Linked DNA regions of Mus musculus: all the other regions are linked to region 1. A link is a contact called in public promoter capture Hi-C data. All regions are on one chromosome and are shown on one strand. Each heading gives the region's core, a stretch centred on a gene start, on an enhancer-like site or on the middle of the called end of the contact. The rest is flanking DNA. Distances are from core to core; before and after follow the strand shown.

Region 1 (3,395 bases), core at 419-2,918:
ACAATAACCTGCAAACTCTTAGTGGGAACCATGCCCAAGGTTCCAACACGCACACGCACCTATACACTTAGATATATGGACACACACACTCACATTCTCTCTGTCTTTGTCTGTCTCTATCTCTCTCCAAGAAAGGGATCTTTTGAATTGAATGGGCTATTTTCTACAGTGACTGCCTGAGGACTGAATTCACTCACTGAGGCCCCAGGAGCAGCCCAGAGGGAAGGGTGAATGAATGAAGCCTGCTTTTAAAGAAGACTCCTCTGGGACCCACTGAGGAGGGTCGACAAAACACTCTCACTTTAAGGGCTGGGGAGGGGGAGGGGATGACAAGCAAGCAATCCCCTATAGCAAAGGAACGGACAGAACTCTTCCGAGTATTCCCTGCTACAGCAGACAGTGTCTAAATAGAGATTAAAAACAGCAGCTACTCTGTCTTCAAGGCCTCCTTTTACTGCCCCCCCCCCCCGCAGAGGGGAGCGTTTAAGCAGCTTTCTAAGAGGTGGAAATGATCTTTCCAGGACAGTTATCTCTCGATAGTAAAGAAACCCGACATGCTGAGCAAAGTTAAAGCGGGGACAGACAGGGTTGGCTGGCAGACTAAAGTGCCTTATGCTGTCCTTTCCAAAATTATGTCAGGAGGGATCCCTCATAGCAGAATTTCAAGACTGAAGAAAGCAGCAAGCTTTGGGGACCAGACCTCTGCCAGGCCTGACAGGAGGTAGAGGTAGGTAGCATCCTTTGCACACACGCGCGCCCGCGCACATACACACACCCTAGGTGCTTGTCTCATCCAGACTCCTGAGCACTCCGACCATCTGTTGTTTGGGGGCTACACCAGTAGGGAGCTCCTTAGCAGGGAGAGCCCATCCAGCGCCGTCGCTCCGGAGCCAAGTCCTCGCAGCAAGGCCTCAGGCACTCTGAAGCAGCACGACCCCGCGTGGCCAGGGCCCGCTCCCTACACTTCGACATAGAGCTTAAGGGATTCACCACAGAACTAACAGGACAGGCCTGCTTGAGTCCGGCTTGCGAGCGGCCGGCGTGGAGAGAGTAGCCACCGCCATCTCTACTACCCGCCCCGGCATCCGGTGGGGAACCCGAATGGGGCCCAAAAAAGTGTCCCAAAAAAAGCCCGACTAGACTCGAGAGCTGGCCCTGGGTGGAGCTGAGAAGAAGCAGGACGCGCAAAGGCAATCCGGAGGAGGGAGAAGTAAGGTCGGTGGCAAGCAATGTGCAAACTCCCAGGAACTAGAATAGGATTGGGAGGGTGTAGACATGCGGCCCGCGGCTGGGGAGAAGACTACTATAAAGCTTAGACCCGCACAAAACTTCCGAGCAGGTGCAGGGAGCGCGCGGGAGCGCCCAGCCAGGGAGCCCGGAGGTGGTTCCGGGTTGGGGGAGGGAAGCAGGAAGCTTAGTGGGTACTGGGGGGTCGCACCCGCGCCTACGACTGCCGTACTCACCTCTTCGAGAAAGCCTGAGTGTGGCTCTCTGTCCGTAAGCACCAGCTCACCCCAACTCTTCGGATCGCTCCAGCCGCCTGCAGCAGCCGGGGATCCGGCTTTTGTTCCGGCCCAAGTGGGCTCCTCCCCGCCCCCCATCAGCTCACAGGCTAAGCAGCCCGGCGATTGGGCACACGCGTTCCCTAGCCTGAGCTCTAGGCTCCTCCCCATTCGCTGCTGTGGTGGCCCCGCCCTCAGGCCTGACCTGGGGCTGATGGGACTTGTAGTCCCGGACGTGGGCGGGGCCGTGGGCGGGGCCTAGGATGGGGAGATGGGCCGGGCGGCTCTAGGAGGAGAACCTACGAGGCTGGGGGCTGTGGCCTGATCGTTTCAGGGGCTGGGCCGGCCAGCCGCCGGGTTGGGTAGCTGAGGGAGGGGGTTGTTGGCCCAAAAGGCTATAGCACTTCTCCCTGGACCTGGCGTCCTCTTCCTCCCTCCCAGGAGAGCAACTGACGTTCTTATCCCAGGCTCTTGTAAGCCGCCACACCAAACCCAGTGCGTTAGACCTGCTTTTGAAAAGCTACGTCTGCTTTCCTTTCACACGTGTCGCCTCTCCGCTCCTGGAACCCTCCCCAGGGAATTTACCAGAGCCAGTCTACACGACCACGCTACACAATCAGACTGTCCGACCTAGGACATAGATTGGAGGAAGGGGTAAACTAGTGAGGCCAGAAGGACGCCAGTCCCAACGCGAGTCCTCTTACAGGCTCACCTGAGCGCGGATCTGGGCGGAGCTGATCATTTATCTGAGATTAAAACTTAGGACTGGGGCCATCCCTGCCCAACCTCTTGCTCCCTCCCCCAACCTCAAACTAAGACACCGAAAGCAATGAACAACCTCCTCTTTTCTGTTACTTGCGAAAGATAGAACATATTTTCCAAACCCAAAACTGGAGCGCCCAGTCTAACAGGTACCCGAGAACTTCTGGGGCAGAATAGATAAATCATAAGGTCCTGGAAATCAGGAATTCACTGCTTCCCTGGAGTGGAAGCCTCTCTTGCTTGTCCCCTAGTCCCAGTATGTCTTCCCAGATGGACCCAGAAACTAACAATTTTCCAGCTCTAGGAAGGAGGCCAGAATCATCCTTTAATCAGCTCAGGTGATGCGTCAGCCCAGGGTGCAGAGAATCTGCATGGCTGTGCCCCTGGCAAAAAACCCTGGGTCAAAAGCTCCCTGCAACAATGTTGCAACACTCTCCTGGGCAAACACTTTCCCAAGGCCCCCCACTCCCAGGCCCTTTTCGGCCAGTCTTTGGATGGCTGAACTTGTAACACCCATTCTTGACCAGCGTGTGCTCCTTTTTTTGTTTGTTTGGGTTTTTTTTTTGTTGTTGTTGTTTTGTTTTTTACGAGACAGGGTTTCTCTGTGTAGCCCTGGCTGTCCTGGAACTCATTTTGTAGACCAGGCTGGCCTCGAACTCAGAAATCCGCCTGCCTCTGCCTCCTGATTAAAGGCGTGCCACCACTCCTGGCTAGCGTGTGCTCCTTGATGACGTCTTTTTTTTTTTTTTTTCTTGGTCCCTTCCCTAATACTCATTCTTTAGAAATAACAGTTTAGAGTGCCCCTTGCTCCTGCAGTTGAGGGAGAGGCCTAGAACCTACCCAAATCTCTGTGAGTGATCACTTCTCCCCAAGTAAATAAATATCGTCTCTGAAGTTGCTCAAATTCAGGCCCTGGAGGACAGCAATTCAGAGTTTTTATTAAAGTCTGTTTGTTTTCTGTTTGAGACAGAGTAACATGTAGCCCAGGTTGTTCTTAAACTTGTTGTTTAAATAGAGAACAACCTTGAATGTCTATCCTCCTCCTGTCTCAGCTTCCCAAACGCTGGAATAAGTCGTGGACCCTTGGGACTAGCTAGTCTTCACCAGCTAACCAAAAGACTGTAGTTAATG
Region 2 (3,395 bases), core at 472-2,971, 2.9 Mb before region 1:
AACTCAGCTTCACAGACCTCCCCAAACTCCCGCCTCGCCAGGATTAAGGGAGTAAATCCCTGACGCCACAGACCAGGTCAAGGACAAGTTCTCCCCCTCCTTGCTTCCCCCCTCCTGGGCGGGGACTCATCTCCCCCCCCTTCCGGGATGAAAGGTACTAAAGAAACGCGGAGGCTCTGGCCCCTTGATGTTCCGGTTGAACAGGTGCTAGTGAAAAGGAGGCGGGCCCGGCGGAAGAGTCGGCCAGGGGGGCAGTGCGCCGAAGGGGGAGCGGCCCCCTCCACCCTCAATCCCCCAGCCCGCCATCTCCTCTCCGAGCCCTCTGCCCCTCCCCCCCAGGAAGCGTTCCCGGCCTAGAGGTCTTTGAAGTGTGGATGAAGCCCCCAGGGCTGCCTTCTCCCCTCTGCCACCCAACCTCCCGCTGAGGGGGTATTTGACCTTTGGTCCCTGTGGGGGCGCCGTCTTTCCCCTTGCAAAGAAAAAAGGGGAATCAGATCTCGTCTTTGGGCTTATACCAGTCTGGGGGAAGTCTTGGGTCGCTTTCCATCAAACCCTAGACCCAATTTCGGGGACTTTAATCCTTCGTGGTGCGTTTTTGTACGCTACTGTGATTCTATACCTGCCCAGAAGTCAAGGCGTGATTCTGTTGGCAAGCACTTCCGAGGCAGCTTTACTCACTTTAAAACGCAAGGCACGCCCTGAGGCTAGGGGTGGAGTTACGACTTAGAACAGAGATCTTGAATTAAGGTGGGGTACCTCATTGTACCCCTAAGGTGCCTAGAGACCTTGACATTGAAGACTTCAAAGGGAAGTTCCTGGAGGGCAGGAATACCTCTACTCTGGCGCGCAGCCGACTCTAGCATTCAACAAATTTTTGTGCGGGGCGTGGTGGTGCACGCCTTTACTCTAGCACTTTGGTGGCAGAGGCAGAATTGGGAGTTCAAGGTCATCCTTCACTAAGTGGTGAGTTCGAGGCTAACCGGAGCTACTGGTGATCCTGTCTCAAACTAACAAAAAAGATTTGTAAAGTAAGTAAAAGTTTACACGTGGCATTGTCTACCCTCCAGAGTGACCTCCAGGGACAGCACCCATGAGCTGCCATCCAGAGACACCATTCCCATTCCAAGAACAAGCACGGGTAAATGGTTTAACATCGCTCCAGTTCTTTTTAAGAGCCCTGGTTTTTTTCATCTTCCCTAGATTTCCCTAGGGTTGAAGAACACCCAGAGAAGGGGGATGGGAGACCGGAGACCCAAAGTGTGACACGGAGGGGAGGACTCGGGAACTACCCACCTAGAGTCATAAAGGGAAAAAGAAAAGACGGGGAAAGCTGCACTGAGCGCACGAGCGAAAAGCTCCCTACCAAGCCAGGCTTTGTTCCCTGAACCTAAGACTTTACCCGGCGGCGGGCGGGCCGGGAGCGAGCGAGCGAGCGGAGGCGCGCGGCCATGGCTGCCGCGGCCGGGCAGGGGGGCCGGGGGGGCGGCGCGTGAGCGGGCGGCGCGGGGCGGGCGGGCGCCCGCGATGTGCCACTCGGCGCCTCCCCCGCCGGGCCCTGCTTGCACCGCGGCCGGGCGGCTCTGGTAGCCGGCGAGCGGCGCGGAAGGGGAGCGCGGCGCGCGAGTCTCATTGTTGGGGGGGGGGGGCCCGTCGGGGCATGAGGGCGAGAGCACGGCGGGGGGGGCGGCCAGACAGAGCGAGCGAGGAGGAGGAGGAGGACGCCGAGGAGGAGGAAGGAGGAGGCAAAGAAAAGAAGCGGCGGCGGCGGCGGCGGAGGAGGGGGCGAGGAGGCGCGCGGCCCCCGCTCCCTCCCTCCCCCCCTGACCCCCGACCCCCGCCGGCCGGCCCCCAGCCCCAGCCCCGGAGGGAGCTCATGGGAGTATGAAGGAGATGGTAGGAGGCTGCTGCGTATGTTCGGACGAGAGGGGCTGGGCCGAAAACCCGCTGGTCTACTGCGATGGGCACGCGTGCAGCGTGGCCGTCCACCAAGGTAAGGGGAGGGGGGAGACGGCCGGCGGGGGGGGGGGAGCTGCGGGACCCCGGGGCGGCGCGCGCACGGGGTGCCCTCGGCCGCGCCCTCCGGAGCCCTCCTGGGGCGCCTGCCCCTCCCCCACCCACCTGAAGCGAAAGGCGGCGTGGGCTCCCCCCCATCCCCAGCCTGGTCCTCCAGGACCGGGTCAGGCATTGTTTTCTTGCCTATTGTTCAGTCCCGCGCCCCCCACCCCAAGTTGAAGGAGTTTTGGGGAGAGTCCAGGGCGCAAGGAGTGAACTCCCTGAGCCCCGCACCGCCGGTGTCAGGGCTGTCCCGGGAATGTTTACCTGCGAGGTAACCCCCCCTCCCGCCCGGTTTATTTTGGTTCCCGCTCCGGGAGGAAGAGGTCAAGGGGGGGTCATCCCCCTTCGCTTCCGGATACTGGGAGGAGCGGAATTGGGAAGGGAGGAGAAGGGTCCCACGGGAGAAGGGATCCTGAAACCCTCCGGGGAAGAGCTGAGGCTGGGAGAGCGGTTTTACAGGGGGCCGGAATGGAGGAGAGAGAGGTTTGGAGTTTCCCCCTGCCGCCGCACATGGTTCGGGAGTTAACTCCTTAAGGAATCTTGCCGAGGGCGCAGGCTGGCATCTCCGCCTGTCTGGCACAGGCAACCACCACCACCCCCCTTCCCAAGACAACCCTTAATGCTGTGGCTGCGGGCCTTTCCCGCCACTCTCCTCTGGGTACCTGCCCCGCACCTGCCCTCTGTTTTCACTTTTGACCTGTACGTGTGACAGAGGCAGAAGATGAGGTCCTTGAACCCCCGACTTCCTTGGCTTATCCCTTACTGGCCCTTTAAGAAGCACCCCCCCTCCCCTCATAACAACAAAACGTGTTACAATCATGACTATTTCTTGTTCTGGTGCCTAGGGGACTGGTCAGGGCAGAGGCGGCGGGGGGGGGGGGGGGGGAGGGGGAGGAATTCAGGTCCAGAAAAAAGGGAGAGGGGTGGGATGAGAATGGAGGATCTTTGGAAGTTTAAGGTCAAGGACTCTGTCAGACTTTTTGCCCCTGTTTGAAATGCTTGGTTGTGTGATTGAAGGCTGGCTCTATGCGGTTGGACATTTCTTGTAGTCCTGTTCCATTGAGTGATCCCGGGTCTGGGGAGCAGCCCCACCTACTGGGCTGGCTTTAGTAGGCTGGGTCTCTTCCCTGCCTGCCCCCAGTTACTCTGTGGGGGGGGGAACCATTGGCTGATGGCTTTGCTCAGTGAGTCTCCTTCCCCCACCCTTAGCTTGCTATGGCATCGTCCAGGTGCCAACAGGACCCTGGTTCTGCAGGAAATGTGAATCTCAGGAGCGTGCAGCCAGGGTGGTGAGTCCAGCCCCTCTCCCTTTCCTCTCCCCTACACCTGAGCATCTCCTG
Region 3 (3,395 bases), core at 402-2,901, 2.6 Mb after region 1:
CGCAAGGAAGACCCGCTCTAGTTACAACTGCCTCTTCGTTGTCAGGTGACCTTGGATAAGTCACTTGATTTCTCCAAGGCGCAGAGCTTTCCTATAGCTAAAATGGCGGCTAACTCCTGCCCTACCTCGCTCACATGGCTGCGCTGGTCAAATAGTTTCATGTGTAGAATCTCACTCCATTATGGCTGGAATGTAAGGAAAAAGAAGAATGGCTCACTGGGTACTCAGGCAAAGGGAGAAGTGGCAATTACGCCAAGGGGATTAAAGGGAGTTTTTCGGGTCCTTCTAGTAGGGGAAAAGAATGTGAATCCCTTTTAAGGGGGAGTAGAACCCCCACTTCACCCCCAATGTACCCTACGGCCCTGGGTCAAGCACACCCATTTCAGGGAAGGCCTTCAGCTTTCCTTCTCGAAGCCTTCCCCCCAACACACACACACACCTCATCTCTGTGGATGACACCCCCTTTTTTCGGGAACGCATAGATTTTTGGGTTCCTCCCCAACACAGACTTCGCATCAATTGGCCCAATCTCTCCAGAGTATCCTGGCTAGGGAAAGGTTTGCGGTATCGGAAGCGAAGAGGCCAAGTCGACCCCGGGAGGCCATTTTCTTCGGCAGAAGCCGAGGTTCGGGGCGAGTCCTTCCTCCTCACCACGCGCTTCCCATCCGGGCTCAGGCGGAGAGCTCGGCCGCGGAGGACCACTTTGCTTTCACCTCTGGTGCGGAGATAGCTCTTGGCCTGGGTGGCTGCTCTCACCTAAGGGCCTCCAGGATAGCCTGAGGACCGACGTCACTCAGGACTCGAACCCGCCCTCTCAGTTCCTGAGGCCTAGTCTGAAGCTGATGCTCGGCAGGCCACCACACTGTCCCTTTAAGGCGGCACTTCTTAATTCATTTGTTTACTTCTTCATGCGCTTTTCGTCTTTTTAATAAATAGTTGTCCAAAATATCCTTCCGCTTATCTCTCTCCAAGAAACCCATCACCTACCTCAGAGACATTATTGTAATTTTAAGAATCCAATGTCAGTAATCACGACTAACAGCTCTCTTTATAGAATTTAATCCTCTTTTACACTTTAGGGACTACTTTTTAGGGACAGACCATTTTTGCATAAGTTGAAAACGGTTTATGGCCATCAGAACCTTTCCGCTGAGAACAGAATATGACAGTAGATTTTCAAACGCACCTTTTAATAAAAATATTCTGTATAAGCTCCCAAAGGTCATGGAATCTTCTTGTATTCCTGAAGCACAATGGTATGGTCCAGAACCCGCCCCATCTCCTCTGTAATTGGTCTTCCTTCCTCGGAGAGACGAATAACTCTTGCCCAATGACTGCTCACGTTTCTTCAGCGAGAGCTAAGCGATGGAAGAAGGCGGCCTGGGAGACGCCCCCTACGCATTCTATGATTGGCTACGTTGCACGGCGCGCGAGGACGGCGGGCCCGAAAGAAGGGAACTACGACTCCCGGCTGCCCCACACCTGGACTCCGTTACGCATGCGCATGGGCGGGGCTTACAAGCTTCTATATATAAGAGGCGCCGAGGGCTTGGAGACAGCAGTTGGAAGTTGGCAGGTGGAAAGTCAGGTTGGGAGGGGAAGCCGGAGGAGGAGGCGGAAGAAGAGCTGTCTGAAGGGGGAGGGAGGGAGGGAGGAAAAGAGGAGGAGGCGGAGGAGAACTGAGCGGAGCATCGAGCCAGAGGGGAGATGAGTTTGTCTGTCCTCGGCTAAGGCTCCGGCCCGGCCTGAGGAACTGGGAGCTCGGGTTGGAGCGACACCCGTGGAAGTGGGAGGTGGCGGCTCTGGGACTTTAACCCCTTGTGGGCTCTGCGGCAGGGGATTTAACCCTTTGTGGATTCGGCCCCTCCGAGGCAGCGTCATCGGGTAGTTTTAACCCTTTCGGGTTGGGTTTAACCCATTGGACTTAAACCTCCTCTCCTTGCGCACCAACTCCTCGTCTGTGGGAGCACTCGGCGGGGAGGCGTGAAGCCCACCCCTCTGCATATTTGCATACGGTGCCTGCTGCTGAACCCCCGGACCTGCTAGTTGGCCACGCTTGTGTGCGCTTAACCCTTTATTGACTGGACTCCAAGTTGCGATTGGAGTTTGCTGACAGGACGGACGGAAGGCGTCACTGCAGAAATTACTGACCGAAGAGGACTTTGTTGGACATATTTTGAAAAGAAAGAAAAACCTCTTTCCTTAAGCCAGAATTTCTCAAACTTCCAGAAGAGAACTCTACTAAGCCATGGCCGAGCCACTCTTGACAGAACATCAACACCAGCCTCAAACTAGCAACTGTACAGGTGCTGCTGTTGTCCATGAAGAGCATACCTCTGAGCGCCCCCCAAGCGCGGAGGAACGGGTGCCCAAGGAGGACAGTAGGTGGCAATCGAGAGCGTCCTTGCAGTCCGGTAGCCGTCCAGGGCAGGAGGGAGAAGGGGGCCTGAAGCACCAGCTGCCCCCATTGCAGACGAATGCCTGTCCAGAATTGAGCTCCCTGGAGAAGGGCGAGAAGGGCCAGAATGGGGAGGACTTATCCACTGGCGGTGCCTCCCCGTCGGCGGAGGGAGAGCCGATGTCAGAGTCCCTCGTGCAGCCAGGTCATGACTCGGAGGCCACCAAGCAGGAGGCTCCTGCCGCCGGAGGCGAGGAGCCATGGGGACAGCAACAGAGACAGCTGGGCAAGAAAAAACATCGGAGACGCCCCTCAAAGAAGAAGCGGCATTGGAAGCCCTACTACAAGCTGACTTGGGAGGAGAAGAAAAAGTTCGACGAGAAGCAGAGCCTGCGAGCTTCGCGGGTTCGAGCCGAGATGTTCGCCAAGGGCCAGCCAGTTGCGCCCTATAACACCACGCAGTTCCTCATGGATGACCACGATCAGGAGGAGCCTGATCTCAAAACCGGCCTTTACCCCAAGCGGGCAGCCGCCAAATCCGACGACACCAGCGATGAGGATTTTGTGGAAGAAGCTGGTGAGGAAGACGGAGGCAGCGATGGCATGGGAGGGGACGGCAGCGAGTTTCTGCAGCGGGACTTCTCGGAGACGTACGAGCGGTACCACGCCGAGAGCCTGCAGAACATGAGCAAGCAGGAGCTCATCAAAGAGTACCTGGAGCTGGAGAAGTGCCTCTCCCGCAAGGAGGACGAAAATAACCGGCTGCGGCTGGAAAGCAAGCGGCTGGGAGGCGTCGACGCGCGAGTGCGGGAGCTCGAGCTAGAGCTGGACCGGCTGCGCGCTGAGAACCTCCAGCTGCTGACCGAGAACGAACTGCACCGGCAGCAGGAGCGAGCGCCTCTTTCCAAGTTCGGCGACTAGACTGAAAACTTTTGGGGGGAGGGGGCAAAGGGGACTTTTTACAGTGCTGGAATGTAACATTATATACATGTGTATA
Region 4 (3,395 bases), core at 340-2,839, 2.3 Mb before region 1:
GTAGTATAAAAGAAATACTTCCAGAGCCTGGCGGTAGTGGTACACAGAAACCGTCTCGAAAAGCCAAAAAAAAAAAAAAGAAATAAAAAGAAAAATACTTCCAGGAGACGTTACAACTGGCACTTCCTGAAGGTAGTGCACATAGGCTTAGACACGTTTTTTTCCCCGAGTCTCATTGTCTTCTCTGTTTGTAGAAACTGGACGTTTGTTATGGTAAAACATCCCAGCAGTCGAGAAACGGCTGAGGCTGAATAGCCACAACTGGGAGTCCAGCCTGGGTTACTAAGAACGTGCTGTAAGACATCCTGACATTTCCCCCAACTTTGGCACTCTAACCTTTCTACTGACTAGCCCCCCTGAATCCGGGAGTCCTTGCCTGTAAATTCGCAATGAGGACAGTGTCCCATGGGTGTGAGGGCAGAGAAAATGAATGCAAAACGCCTAAACTCAGCAAATTCCGCAGTACCAAGCGTTGTTTGCACATTCAGACTTAAAGCAGGGCGGTGGTGGTGCGTGCTCCATGCCCTTAATCGCAGCACTCCGGAGGCAGAGGCAGGCGGATTTCTGAGTTCGAGGCCAGCCTGGTCTACAGAGTGAGTTCCAGGACAGCCAAGGCTACTCAGAGAAACCCTGTCTCAGAAACCCAAGCCCTACCAGAATCCCCAATATTCAAACTTGCGCTGTAATGTCCCCAATGTTCACTTGTCCCTTGTTTTTTTTTTTTTTTTTAAACCCTATTAAATCAAAAGACTTCTTACAAGCTGTGCTAAGACCCATCCCCACCGGAACCTGGGGATATTTAATCAAAGAATTACCATTTAGGTTTAAATTTTAAAGGTAATCTCCGCAACTTCCGCTCCTATAAAGCCCCCCAAAAGGGGGAGTTGGAAAAGTATCGCGAGAATCTAACGGGCTGCGTTTGCGGCTTGGGTCCCGTTCTCGCGTTTTCTGGTGAAGGAATGTGTCGAGGTGAAAAGGGAAGCGCCAAGTATCGCGGGAGTCCAGCGGAGTCTCGCGATACTTGCGGCATTCGCCCCTCCCCCTCCCCCTCTAGTGCCGTTTCGGTTTAATCTAGTGTGTGAGTGAGTCTGGGCGAGGGAGTGAGATGTGGCTGTGAGGTGTCGGTGTGAGGCGGAGGCTAGCGAAGGGGGCTCCCTCAGGCACGAGGGACAAAGGGGGGGAGCTGAGGCAACCTAGGCCGCGGAGGCCTGGCGACAGGAAGCCAGCCGCCCCGAGCCGGGCGACCGGGTAGGGGAAGGGCCTGCGTAGTCCTCCCGGGGCTCCAGAGCCGCCGTCGGCCCCACAGGCTCCGGCGGACGCCTTCCTACTTCCTTGAGCGCCAGGGCTCGCGGGCCCGAATATCGGCTCGGCGGGGGTGGGCGGCCGTGAGGGGCGGACTCGAGCAGCTCCCGGCGTCGCGCTCCTCCCGTGCCGAGGAACTCTTGGTTTCTTCCCTCTCTCCTTCACCCCCCACCTCATGTAGGAGGGCGCTGAGGCGGCGAGAGGGAGGAGGAGCCTCGCCTGCGGTCCCTGCCCTCCCCACCCCCGTCTAGGGGCTCTTCGGGGGGCGTGGAGTCGGGGCTGGGGGGGAGGGTGGGGCTTTTTGGAGCGCCGGGGAACTTTTTCCCCTGCTTCAGGCCCGGGGAAAGGGAATGCCCAATTCCGAGAGACATGGGGGCAAGAAGGACGGGAGCGGAGGAGCTTCTGGAACTTCGCAGCCGTCATCGGGAGGTGGCAGCTCCAACAGCAGGGAGCGTCACCGCTTGGTGTCGAAGCACAAGCGGCATAAGTCCAAGCACTCCAAAGACGTGGGGCTGGTGACCCCCGAAGCGGCATCTTTGGGTACCATAATCAAACCACTGGTGGAGTACGATGACATCAGCTCTGATTCAGACACCTTCTCCGATGACACGGCCTTCAAATCAGACCGGAGGGAGAACGAGGAACGTCGGGGAACGGATCGGAGCGATCGCCTGCACCGACATCGTCACCACCAGCACCGGCGGTCCCGAGACTTGCTAAAAACTAAACAGACGGAAAAGGAAAAAAATCAGGAAGTCTCCAAATCTGGATCTATGAAGGACCGGGTATCGGGCAGTTCCAAACGGTCCGTGGAGGGGAGTGATGATTATGGGAAGGCCCAGCTATCCAAAAGCGGCAGCAAGGAATCCAGGTCGTCCAAAATGCACAAGGAGAAGACCCGCAAAGAGCGAGAGTTAAAGTCTGGATACAAGGACCGGAGTAAAAGTCATCGGAAAAGGGAAACACCCAAAAGTTACAAAACCGTGGCTAGCCCTAAACGGAGATCCAGGAGTCCCCATAGGAAATGGTCTGACAGTTCCAAGCAAGATGACAGCCCTTCCGGAGCTTCTTATGGCCAAGACTACGATCTTAGCCCCCCAAGGTCTCACACTTCTAGCAACTATGACTCCTACAAGAAGAGTCCTGGAAGTACCTCAAGAAGGCAGTCAATCAGCCCACCTTACAAAGAGCCTTCTGCTTACCAGTCCAGCACTCGGTCACCCAGTCCTTACAGCCGACGACAGAGGTCTGTGAGTCCCTATAGCCGGAGACGGTCCTCCAGCTATGAAAGGAGCGGCTCTTACAGCGGGAGATCACCCAGCCCCTATGGCCGAAGGCGATCAAGCAGCCCTTTCCTGAGCAAGAGGTCTCTGAGTCGGAGTCCACTCCCCAGGTGAGCTGTTGTCTGTCCTTCCTAAGGTAGGGTCGGTTGGGAGGAATTGAAAATGAGTCTTTAACATTTTGTTAAAGCTTTCAGTGTTCTTCTTTGACAAGTCATTTAGGTAAGTTTGGCTTTCCCCTCGCCCAATTGAGAAGTAAACATTCCAAGTGCCTCCAACTATTCAAGCAAGGTAGGTAAGGTACTTTGCAGTAATGGAGAACTTTCAGCTGTGAGAACTTGCTTCTACCTAGCGGGTGCATAGTCTTCAGAACTCGTTTAGCTGTTTGTTGCTTTGTCTTAAAATTTTGTAAGTCGTGTTGATACCAGTGCTTAAACTTTATTGGAACTCACAAGAGAATTTTAAGAAGTTACAAATTTTCGTTTCTACTGTTTGCATAAGTTATCGTAATCAATTTTGTCTACCATGTTCCCAAGTCTATAGTTATCACTGTTTTACTTCTGAAAAGTCCTGTCTTTTAACTGTTAAGTGAAAATTAAGATAACGAGAGTACTTTTTGATAGAGTTTAGCAAAAAGTGATTGAGATTTGTTTACAGTACCAATGTTGACCACTTACTTAGTGTTGAAACACTGGTAGTTTTCAAAATTTTCTTTGAAATATGTGCTAATAATGCCTTCGGCTTGCTATTTTTGTAAGAAAGATTGTTAATTTGAAATTATCTATGAAATTATCTATCCTGTCTCATGTATAG

What was found. Promoter capture Hi-C pulls out the DNA fragments that hold promoters and counts their contacts.
Region 2: a contact with region 1 is called in a promoter capture Hi-C map of pre-B cells, with 4 times the contacts expected there. The contact joins the promoter of Mllt6 here to the promoter of Acly in region 1.
Region 3: a promoter capture Hi-C map of cranial neural crest shows a contact between it and region 1. The contact joins the promoter of Hexim1 here to the promoter of Acly in region 1. A contact is called at or near these places in 2 of 39 promoter capture datasets (cranial neural crest and pre-B cells) and 1 of 9 other capture datasets (liver).
Region 4: a contact with region 1 is called in a promoter capture Hi-C map of pre-B cells, with 5 times the contacts expected there. The contact joins the promoter of Cdk12 here to the promoter of Acly in region 1. A contact is called at or near these places in 3 of 39 promoter capture datasets (cranial neural crest, liver and pre-B cells).

Annotation. Positions count from the first base shown.
Region 1 is chr11:100,526,332-100,529,726 of GRCm38.p6, forward strand. It overlaps Acly (ATP citrate lyase), which reads right to left and starts at 1,669. Exons shown (of 28, transcript NM_134037.3): 1 at 1,464-1,669.
Region 2 is chr11:97,661,691-97,665,085 of GRCm38.p6, forward strand. It overlaps Mllt6 (myeloid/lymphoid or mixed-lineage leukemia; translocated to, 6), which reads left to right and starts at 1,722. Exons shown (of 20, transcript NM_139311.2): 1 at 1,722-1,990; 2 at 3,265-3,344. The coding sequence starts at 1,882.
Region 3 is chr11:103,114,674-103,118,068 of GRCm38.p6, forward strand. Hexim1 (hexamethylene bis-acetamide inducible 1) reads left to right here and starts at 1,652. Exons shown (of 1, transcript NM_138753.2): 1 at 1,652-3,395. The coding sequence starts at 2,249. The coding sequence ends at 3,319.
Region 4 is chr11:98,201,716-98,205,110 of GRCm38.p6, forward strand. It overlaps Cdk12 (cyclin-dependent kinase 12), which reads left to right and starts at 1,590. Exons shown (of 14, transcript NM_001109626.1): 1 at 1,590-2,695. The coding sequence starts at 1,653. Gm38963 (a long non-coding RNA gene) reads right to left here and starts at 915. Exons shown (of 4, transcript XR_880193.2): 1 at 816-915.